Linked DNA regions of Hordeum vulgare: regions 2 and 3 are each linked to region 1. The links are chromatin contacts, called in public Hi-C maps. All regions are on one chromosome and are shown on one strand. Each heading gives the region's core, a stretch centred on a gene start, on an enhancer-like site or on the middle of the called end of the contact. The rest is flanking DNA. Distances are from core to core; before and after follow the strand shown. Region 1 holds the start of LOC123443651 (zinc finger CCCH domain-containing protein 36-like). Region 2 holds the start of LOC123443642 (putative E3 ubiquitin-protein ligase RING1a). Region 3 holds the start of LOC123443679.

Region 1 (3,630 bases), core at 170-2,669:
AGTTTGCAAGCCTGCAAAACCGCATACTCTTGTCTCGAGCAATAGACTGAACAAAAATTGACCCTCTCCCTAACATCAGCACAACAGTAATCACAAGATGAGCATAATGCCACGTATTGCAACGCGAAGGCACTTCACTATATATGCCAATCGGTCGACTTGATGGTCAACCAAATAATTCTACATTCCTTCAACAAAATTAGCAACATGAGGGTTTGCCTCAACATTTGCTGTGTTAGGCCGTTAGTTGACTAAAGCGATAAAAACGGGTTTGTTCTTTAATAAAAATCAAAAACAAGGCATACGAGCCATTAATATTCCATGAAAAGCGGAATTTTGTAACTAATTGCTTACGCTAGGGTCACGCAACTTCGCAACCAACTGGCCTAGATGGCTATATCCACGTGATGGCGTAATCTATTAGGATATACAGAAACGGCAAAAAACTGCCTCAAACAACACGACAAACTGCTTCACTGTACAGTGCTTGGCTGGCTCTACCATAGTAAGGTCGCGTCGAGATACCATCTAGTTGCTGCTATACTACACGAGCAGCTTCACCTACTTAAAACACGCTTCGAGCTCCTCGTCGTATAGCAACTAATAGTACCAATGACGTCACAATCATAGACCGATACAAGTCATCAAGTCAACCATAGTCAGCAACAAAACTTCACCATAACCCATCTACCCAAAACAGCATAGCAATGCTAGCAACATAAATAAGCGCCAACGGCTAAGTTGAAAAACAGGCGCGAAAGGCTCGGTTATTGCAACTCAAGCATTCCAAGGCAAACCCTACAGAACTGCGTGTAGAATTTCTCGCCTGGTATCACAGCTCCAGCACCCCCTGATGCCAGATCACCTACCCAGCGCCTCCCCCCACACAGGCAAAACAGCTTAGCAAGTATCAACCAATAATCAAACACATAAACTAGAAGATGCGCATTTTCCCCCACTGGATCTTCCTGTCCGAGCCTTGCCTGCACAGATCTAGCGTTTCGAAGCAATTATGCACCGAAACTAGAAGCATAAACAGTACATGAACCGGTAGAGGATGCATTTAGAGGGCGATCGAGGGGCAATACCGTGAGAACCGTTGCCGCTCGCGGAGCTCCAGGGCCTCTTCAGCCCCGCCCGCTCCGCCGCCTCCTCCGGCTGCTCCATGATCTCCATTTCCACATCCGTAATCTCGTCCTTCGCCGGCAGCCCGCCCACGGGGCCAGCGGCAGTCGCCATTGGGGGGCGACTACGGTGCTGCGCCGCGGCGGCGACGGGGGTTTGGTGGAGGAAGGGAGGGAGGGAGGGAGCGGCGGCGGCGAGGTGCGCGTGAGGGGTGGGGGATTTGGGGGCAAAACCTCGGTCTCTTCAGTTTCTTTCCCCTCTCCTATCTCTGCTGCCCTTGCGTCGCATTTGGGTCGCCACGGCGACGGGGTGGCGTCCCTAACCCGGCTATAAAGGGTACGACCCCGCCCCTGAGCGCGTGGTTTTGCGTTTCTGCTAATTCGGCGGGCCCGGCGGTATATTTCGGGACATATATCCGATCAAAGCCCTGCATTCATTGCTCCCAACACGAGACATATAGTTAAATTCTTTTTTCTTTTTTGAATTGTATGATAAGCAATTCAAACAATTCAAAAAATATTTAAAGTCTTAAAAAAAGACTTGATGAACTCGCAAGGCATCCCGAACGTTTGCTATGGAATACACCTTCAGCAAAAAAGGGGTGAAAACTTGGGATGCTCCGTTGCCTCAGATAACAAGGATGATCTTCCCTGGCTTTGCGCAGGTGATTTTAATGAGGTAGTATTCCAAGCGGAACAGCAAGAATGAAACCCGCAAAGTTTTGTGGAAATGAAGGGTTTAAGAAATTGCTTGGCCGATAGTGGTTTAGCAGACCTGGGTTCTCTCGGGATATCCATTTACGTGGGATAATAAAAAGATGCAGAGAAAAAAAAATAAGTTGGGGTAGACCGAGCCACATGCGATGATGACTTTTCTGTAAATGTTTCCTGAGACGTGTGTCGAGCATATTTTGATGGAAGGATCTGGCCACACTGCACTTCTTAGTCAAGTTATGATGACACAAGTCACATGAGATAAAAGGCAGAGGGGATTCAATTATGAGGAAGCATGGACTCGTCATGGTTATTGACCTGTGACAAATAGTTGACGAGGACCAGACGGATCTTGGTGGGGTGTGTAGCAAACTGGGCAGGGTCCACAGCGACATGCAGAGGTGGAGTTGAACGGTCTTTGGCTCAATCTGACGACAGATAGGGTGTCTCATAGGGAAAAAAAATGGTCAACGCTCTCCTCAAAATGATGGTTCTCGTGACACGACGGACGATGAGATGAGGAATATGGCAGTGGCCTTTTATGAGAAATTATTCACTTCAGAAGGCTCGATCCAGACGGGGCATTGTTATAATGTATAGGTGGTGGTGTTTCAAAGGAAATGAATGTATGGTTGATAGTGGGCGATGAGGAGATCGAGGCAACTCTATTCCAAATGGGGTCAACCAAGGCATCGGGTCGAACGGGCTACCGGTATTGTTCTATCAACCGCACTAGTTGTTGGTTAGAGGAGTTGTTTGCATGGTGGTTAGGGAATTCCTGGTGGGTGTGGTGGCACTAAAAAATTAACGGTCGTTGTTATGATCCCAAAAGTAACTTCACCAAAATTGCTTTCCCAGTTCCACCTCGTTAGCCTCTATAATATGCTATACAAGATTGCTGCAAAAGTTTTGGCAAATAGGTTGAAAGTGGTGTTGTCAGTCATGATCTCAAAGGAACAAGATGCATTTGTACCACGCAGGCTCAACTCATCACATATAATGTCCTTGTTGTGTATGAGTGTGTTCATGCAATCAGGACGAGAAACGGAAAGAAGGCGCTCTATGTTGTTGAGTTGGGCAGGATGAAGGCATATGACAGGGTGAAATGGATTTTTTTTTGGAGCAGATGCAGGCACGTTTTGGTTCTGCGGATGAGTGAATCGAAATGATTATGATATGTACTTCAACGCAGTTTTCAGTTAAGTTAAATGGAGGCTTCTCGCGCGGGTTTGTGTCGTGGAGAGGGCTAAGGCAGGGGGACCCCATCTCCCCATATTTATTCATGTAATGCATGGAACTTATTTCTTGTTGTGTTAAAGAATGCCCAAAGGGGCAAGGGTGTTAAGGGAATCTCGTTTGGGTGCACTAGCCCCACGGTTACTCACTGCTGAAGATGGTATTGTGTTTTGGGAAGGGTCTCAAGGTAATTTTGAAGATCTCCGCTCTATATTGCATAACTATGGGGTGGCTTGTGGAGGAAAGTCACTTGCAAAAAATCATCTATATTTGTTGGTAAGGGTGGTAAGAAGGATGGCAAGGAGGAACTCAAAAAATCACTTGGATTGAATCGGAGGCTCTTAGTGAGTGATACAAGGCCTTCCAACGGCGGTGGGGAGATCAAAAGAGGGGGCTTGTAAGCATGTCAAAGAATGTGCTAGCGGTAAAGTGGTTGGATCAAAGGGTTAAGGCCTTTCCAAGGCTGAAGGGAACTACTTGTTAAATTTTTGCTCCAATCTACACCAACTTACACCATATATGAGTTGTTTTCAACTCATAAAGAAAATGTATCGGA
Region 2 (3,639 bases), core at 229-2,728, 300 kb after region 1:
TGACCTCGACTGGGACGAGGAGTTGGCCCTCCGCATTGCCTTGGAGCGGTCCGAGGTGGACACTAGATGCAACTCTGGATCCGGAGCATCGCTGCAGCTTGAGTCGGCGCAGTGCAGCCGCCGGAGCTGGACCCTCCCGGCCCACGCGCAACTTCGCCAGGACAACACAGTTTGTGCCGCCCCTGCGAAGTCCCCCCCCCCCGCGAACCGCTCCTCCACATGGGGAGCGGTGGGTGCTATTGAACGCGTTGCCGGCCCGCATGCGCACCCAGGAATCGAAAGTGCGCACCGCCCGCCATGAGAGGCGACGGGACGCGGCGGGCGTTGGATGAAGGGCCTCATCGTCATCTCCGACTCTGACGACGGCGATGTCGACAACTGCACCTCCTCCGACGATGACCAAGACTATCCACCAGTCGCGGACGCCTACAACCGTGTCAGTGACCGATAGGGCAAAGGCTCGATGAGGAAGTGATGAGTTTCCTCGTTTAATTTGTAGTTATTTAGTACTGTCGTTAGAACTTGTTCGTCGTATGTGGATTATATGAATTTTGACTAGCTTTTGTAGATCGAAATGGGATCTTTTGATGATCGGAATATACATATCTAATTCCGTTTCGTAGTCCATGCAATAATCTATGTAATTTATCTTCAAGTTACATGGTTAATATGAATATAGGATGTCTAATAATATAAAGAGTACGAATGTGAATGATAAGGCCTTGCTTGGGATACTTTTTTGTTTTTACAGGTGTAATAGTTTACACAGGTATTATACCAGTCATAAGTATAAAACCAGCTGAAACTAAACCGATGGATGAAGATGTATATTTCTTTTACAAATGTATTTGGCATAGAAACGGCATCCCAAGCAGGGCCTAAGAGTGTTTAGATTACTAAAATAATATTCTAAATGCGTTTATATTAAGTTTACAGAGGAAATACTCCTACTAGTTAAGCCGTGTTTAAGGACCGGATCTACCAACCGTGGCTTAGATGCCACACGCTGAAGAACACAACTTACATGGATGCATTAGTCAACGGAACCGAGTACCACTCCCAATCATCACCACCTTCCTGCATCGGGCAAGCCTACGTACGCAGCGCACGTCCCGTATGCAGCCTGCGCCTCCCCCTTGGAAAGTTCCTCCGGCTTACCGCCGTTGACCCCAAAGGCTCACCGACGACGAACCGTCTCGCCGGAGACGACGGACTGGAGCTCGTCCTCCCCCCACGGTCTTTATTATTTTTCCTATATAGCGTAAGCAAGCCGCGAGTTAAAATTTTGTTCCGGAGGGCGGTTCCACCGGGCCGGGGCGTGGGCGGGTCGGGCCGTGGGCGCACCAACCCAAAGTTACACGCGACGCAGCACAGCTGCACAGGGAAGGGCAGGCACCACCCCCACCCCCTCCCCCTGCCTCGCCTCGCCTTTCTTTCTTTTCCTCTCGCTCTCCGCCTCCCCCTCGACTCGAGCCGCTTCCACCCACCTCCTGCCTCCTCCCTCTCACTCCTCCGCCCGCCCACCCGCCCGCCCACGCGCGCCCGTCCTCTCCCCCGCGGGCCCGAGACGAGCGCCGCGCCGAGGAGCGGGGAGGGTAGCCAGCCGGCCGGAATGCCCGCGCAGAAGCGCCCGCACCCGTCGCCAGACGCGGACGACGGCCACGTCGTCGAGGAGGAGGAGGCTGCCGCTGCCGGGGCCGCCGGCTCCGGCACGGAGGGTGGCGGCGGCGCAGCCCCGAGGGCGGCCAACGGGGGCTCCGCGGAGCTGGCCAAGGACGGTGGTGGTGAGAGCTGCTTCGAGCGACGCGCGCCGCCGACTCATCTCCCACGCGATGTACGCATCGCGTCCTCTGTTTCGGTGCCGGGGTCGCTGACTGGCTTGCGTGTTTGACGGGCTCTGCAGATTCCGACGCGGGGGAGGACGAGGACGACGAGGAGGAGGAAGAGCGGAAGAAGGAGAACGAGCACGAGGAAGGCGGCGGCAGCGGCGGGGACGACGAGAACGGCGACGACAGCCAGTCGTCGGAGAGCGACGCCGCCGACATGGACGAGTATGTGGACCGTCCACGCCTCTCCTCCCTCCTCCCTCTCAGCCCCTTCCTATCTCCTTCTCCTCTGCCTCCTCTCGCATCCGTGCCGATTTCCCGTCGTCGTCACGCCGCGTCCCCGTACGCTAGCTTCGCTTCGCCGGGGTGGTATCGGAGGTCATCGTCAGGGGAGCCCCCCTGGGCCGGCGGCACCGCCGATGGCCGCATCGTCTCGCCTCGTCGGGCTGAGCGCTGGATCTTCGTCGTGTCGTGCTTCGTATGCTGGGTCGGGTTTCTCGTGGCGGCGGCAGCGGCAGCCCACCACGAGTCGTCCTCGTGGTTAGGCGCAGGTGCTGACCGCTTCGTCCGTCCCGGCCGCCGTGAGTGCTCCGGTCACCGCCGAGTCATGGGATCTTTCTGTAGCATGCATGCTTTCGTCACACGGCTCCGCGGAGTCGCCGTGCTCGCGACGGCAAATGCTGGGACCGGCATCCAGGGTCGATCGCCGCATACCGAAGCTGTTACCCCGGAGTCGCCAGCCACATCTCAACTGGCGGTCATGTTCGTCGTGGTTCAGCTGTCCACTGAAAAATTCCCTGTTTCTCTTGCTTCTGAATCGTGTGCGGCCACGGCCAACACTTTCGTCCCATCTCTGCTGCTAGCCTGACCTCCTGGATCGCAATGGTCTTGCCATGCTTATACCCGTGGGAGCTCCCTGCCCAAGCCTGCCTCCCACCCGTGTGCACCCTTGTTCATCACGTCTAATGGTTGTGTGGAGAGGCCGTGTCCTTATGGCAAACACTATTCAAGCTCACCCAGCCCATGTAAGATCTTCCGGTGGATTTTCCCAGTTTCGTAACAGGTGCCGCCTTCCTCTGCATTGGGAGCATCTTCGTGTTTCCTGCACTGTCTTGGCCATGACTTGTCCTGTCGTGCTCTGAACATCTCTCTGCTTCTACTGTTGCTGTCCTGACCTCCATGACCGCGATAGGTCTTACACTGTTTATGTGTCTTAACTCAGTATTATGCAAATGCATTTCTTATTCTCGTGATAGCATATGCTTTACGTTCCATCAGGCATCAGCTGTCTCTATGAATCTTTCCTCGGTACTGAAATGCACTGCTGTTTCTATGAATCTTTTCTCGCTACTGATGCGAGTTGCAAATCAACCCCTCTGTTGCTGTAGGATCAGTGCAGTTTCCTGTTAGGAAAGCATTTTGTTCACTACATAAACTCTGTTATTAGATTGTAGCACACACACCTTGTCATATTTGATCGAGATAATTGTGTAGACATAGTTTTTGTTGACCTCCTATTGTATGTCGTTTGGATTTTAATGGCACTGCTTAGGTTTCTCAGCTGGTTAATTGAATCAAATCGACTCTTCTGCCTGTCAAATATGAGTTTGTAAGTGTTCAAGTAGTCTGTAGTCGTATAAGGTACTAATGGTTCCATTGTTTTTCGTTGGTTCCTGTAGTCCCGCGGTGAACACCTGAACGTTATGTTCTTTATAGCACATGTACGTATTTCTTTGGAAAAAGAAAAATAATACCACTGAACACTTCTGTGTGTTCCATAAGTTGTTAATCAGTAATTGATATGCCAATTGGT
Region 3 (3,368 bases), core at 757-3,256, 400 kb before region 1:
GGACTTATCAGCCCATCTTGAGAGCCTATATCAACACTAGCATTGGTATCCTAAAAGCAATCAAAAGCAGAGCATCAGCATATCATATTTGTGAACTTACTTAAATTTGTAAAAGATTTTAACCTTTAGATTAGCTGCTGCATAATCATCACTAGTCCCAACTGCCCTGGATGAAGCCCTGCCAGGTTTTCTTTGTGATTTAGGGCGTAACTTTGCAGCTGTTTCCGCTGGAACAGGCTCTTCAAGGATGAGGTTGTGGTTAGCAAAATTGTCAACTATACCATCATCGGTTCCCAAGGGTGGCTGAGAATCTGAGGTCTGTACATGTTCTTCATGTCTAGGAGCTTGTACCTGCTCATTGTTGCATCCTCTGAGATCATCGTTACCATCCTCTTTATTTTGTGAAACCACATCTACAGTTGAAGCTACCTTCTTTTGGCCAGTCTTTCGGGATTTGGATGCTGCCTTGCTGAGTTTCACCTTAATTTTTAGCTTGGACTTTGCAACGTTTTCCTCTTCAGAATGTGTGTCAAATAGTTCCCCAAAGTCAGCTAAATCATCAACTGTCTCGCTAGTTGGATGGGTGGATGATGCTTGGGTATCTGAAACAACCAAGTTTTCTTGGTGTGTATCTACTTCAGATGGATTATCATGAGGATCATCATTTCGAGAAACCCTATCTATAGAAGAAACTGTCAGCATGTCATCAGAAGGTGTGTAAAGAGTACCCCCACAAGCTTCCACGTCACCAATCATTTCACTACCAAGAACCGTCGAAGATGTTATTTCTTGATTCGTGGCAAGTCCTTGAGAGGAATTATCTTGACTTAAAGCTACAGCCTTCTCATCACTTGTTTCCACTGTACGATTGGGTACAACAGATAGTGATGGCACAGATTTCTTCTGAAGCTTGCCCCGCACCTTAGGATGAAACTTTACAGCAGCTTCCGCTTCTGCGGGGGCATCAGTGATGTCGCCAAAGTTAGCCTCATCATCAATCATGTCCAACCCCCCTTTGTGGCCTCCAAGAAGCTGTTTTGACCTGCCAAAGTCACTTTAGGAAATATTGCAGGTTCAGAAAGCAGCAGCAGCAAGGCAAGCATGTTATATAAAAAAGAAATGGACAATATATTATCTCACAGAGAGATAATAAAATAAAAGGAAACGGAAATCCTTGTTGGCACTATCTTTCTAAGGCCCCGTAACATCTTATCGGTCCACTTTGCCGTGGACAAGAAACACCAGACAGTACAATCAAAACACACAGGTAAACTTCTGGTAACCAGCCATATTTTCCAGGTTCTAACAACACAATTGCATTCATTTGTTGCAAGATTAAAAGACCATACAAATTTAGCACATGGCACAAGAAAAGGCAGTACTACCTCAACCAAACGAAGAGCTAGCACAAGCACAAGCACATAGCACACGAGGTGTGAACTAATCAACCAAACGAATACGTAAAATTAAATCTTACTATTCGATTTGGTTCACAAGAAAGCATCAAGCCATCAACGACCGAATTTCTAATTAGTTTCAACAACAATTGTACATACGGTTCATCAACAAGAAATCTACAACGTACCAAACATTCGTGCAGAACAAAAGAAATCAACTAGTAACGAGGAGCATGAAATCTTTACCTGGTGACACCACGAAGGTACTTTCCCGGTGACGGCGAGTACGAACTTTTTGGCCCCTAGAAGAGGTCGAGCTTGTCCGCAGCGGGGAAGTAGAGGATTGGGAAGAGAGGAGGGGGGCAGCAGCGGAGAAGCACAGACTGGGTAGTGCGGCGGTGTTGGGGGTAGCACTGAGTCGGTAGGGGGTGACGCAGGCGGCAGGGAGGCTATGAGGTGGGGAGGTGCCCGTGGGGAAGGGAAGGACACGGAGAGGCGGCGGCAGCAGGGGGGCGGCGGCGGCGGCGGCGGCGGCGGCACCACCTCAACGCGGTTGCCTTCGCACGCGGCACGCCCTCGCCAGCGGAATCCAATAGACGAGGCGGATCCTTTTTATTTTTTTGAGAATTGACGAGGCGGATCCTAAATCCGCGCAACCGCCCTGTCTATATGGGCCGGCCCAGGTTGGGGTTCTTCGTCGACTCTGTTCGGCCGGGAGAGAGCGCTATATCGCGCACTAAGCAACTGCTTCATTTAATAAAAAAGGCGTTTCTTGGGGAGTCCCCGTAAGGGTCACTTGCAGCGGGTTGAGAGCACGTCACTTTTTTTAAAGTTTTCTAAATTGCACTCGTTTTTCGTCTTCATGTGTCATTTTTTAAAGTTTTCTAAATTGCACTCGTTTTTCGTTTTTAGATGATTTTTCTGTTTTTAAGGCTTTTCTTAGGCTTTGGATCCAAAAAATGATTTTTTATGCGAAGAACCGTGTTTTTTTTCGTGAGAGGCACGAATTTACTTCTCGTGGAGACGTGAATTTTCTTCCGTGAAAGACACGGATTTGGTTCCGCGAGAGGCATGACCGTGTTTCTTGAAAAGAAAAAAAACAATTTTTTCCTACCATGAGAGGTATGAATTTACTTTTCGTAGAGCCACGGATTTGCTTCCGCGAGAAGAAAAAACGTATGTTTCCGCAAGAGGCCTGCATTTATTTCATGTAGAGACACGAATTTGCTTACGCGAGAGGCACGATCGTGCCTCTCGCAAAAGGAAAAAAGAACGTGCTCCCGGTTCGAAAAGGGAAAAACGTGCTTTGGGTTCGAAAAGGGGAAAACATATTCGGTTTGTGTTTTTTGTCCCTTTTTTCTATGAAAAAACCCTATTAATATGAGATCTATTTTTAAAGATGACGACACGAGAAATCCAATAGTTAAGAGATAAAACATTTTAAATAAACGAATCTACGAAAAAAGGGAAAACCTCAGGTTGCGACTAATGGCGTATAGGTGGTGTTTAGTTGGGTTGTGGATTTCTGAAAGCAGCTGCGGAAAATCTGTTGTGGAAAAGTAGCTGTGAAAATTGTGTTGTAAGAATGGAGATAAATGTATGAAATACCCCTAAAAGTTGAGAGATTGGTTGCACGTTATTTAATGATAATAACATTATTACAAGCTGATTTAGAGCACTAATTTAAATCTAACTAAATAGTCATCCGACTTATGATGAACATGGTATCTTTTGACATGGCAAAAGAGTAGCATTACATGATATTTTGACATGGCAAAATAGTAGCAACTTTTTATAAGGATCAATACAACACATAGAAATAGAAATGTTGATGAACTAGCAATCGAGCCCAAATATTTTATCATTCATCAATGTATCGGTATATTAGAACGCTTGCAATTTTATGAAGCGAAAACCCATCAACTAGATTACTAGGAGCAGCACAAAATATTTTACACACTTCTACACATA

Evidence for each region. Hi-C and Micro-C count contacts between places; a contact is called where the count stands out from the background.
Region 2: a Hi-C map of leaf shows a contact between it and region 1, with 4 times the contacts expected there. The contact joins the promoter of LOC123443642 here to the promoter of LOC123443651 in region 1. A contact is called at or near these places in 3 of 6 Hi-C or Micro-C datasets (leaf and seedling) and 1 of 1 datasets of contacts at active chromatin or transcription factors (embryo).
Region 3: a contact with region 1 is called in a Hi-C map of leaf, with 2.6 times the contacts expected there. The contact joins the promoter of LOC123443679 here to the promoter of LOC123443651 in region 1. A contact is called at or near these places in 3 of 6 Hi-C or Micro-C datasets (leaf and seedling).

The regions. Positions count from the first base shown.
Region 1 is chr1H:443,568,613-443,572,242 of MorexV3_pseudomolecules_assembly, reverse strand. LOC123443651 (zinc finger CCCH domain-containing protein 36-like) reads right to left here and starts at 1,419. Exons shown (of 7, transcript XR_006630758.1): 1 at 1,089-1,419.
Region 2 is chr1H:443,271,934-443,275,572 of MorexV3_pseudomolecules_assembly, reverse strand. It overlaps LOC123443642 (putative E3 ubiquitin-protein ligase RING1a), which reads left to right and starts at 1,478. Exons shown (of 10, transcript XM_045120120.1): 1 at 1,478-1,784; 2 at 1,904-2,051. The coding sequence starts at 1,613.
Region 3 is chr1H:443,968,180-443,971,547 of MorexV3_pseudomolecules_assembly, reverse strand. It overlaps LOC123443679, which reads right to left and starts at 2,006. Exons shown (of 10, transcript XM_045120188.1): 1 at 1,644-2,006; 2 at 124-1,054; 3 at 1-50. The coding sequence starts at 1,002.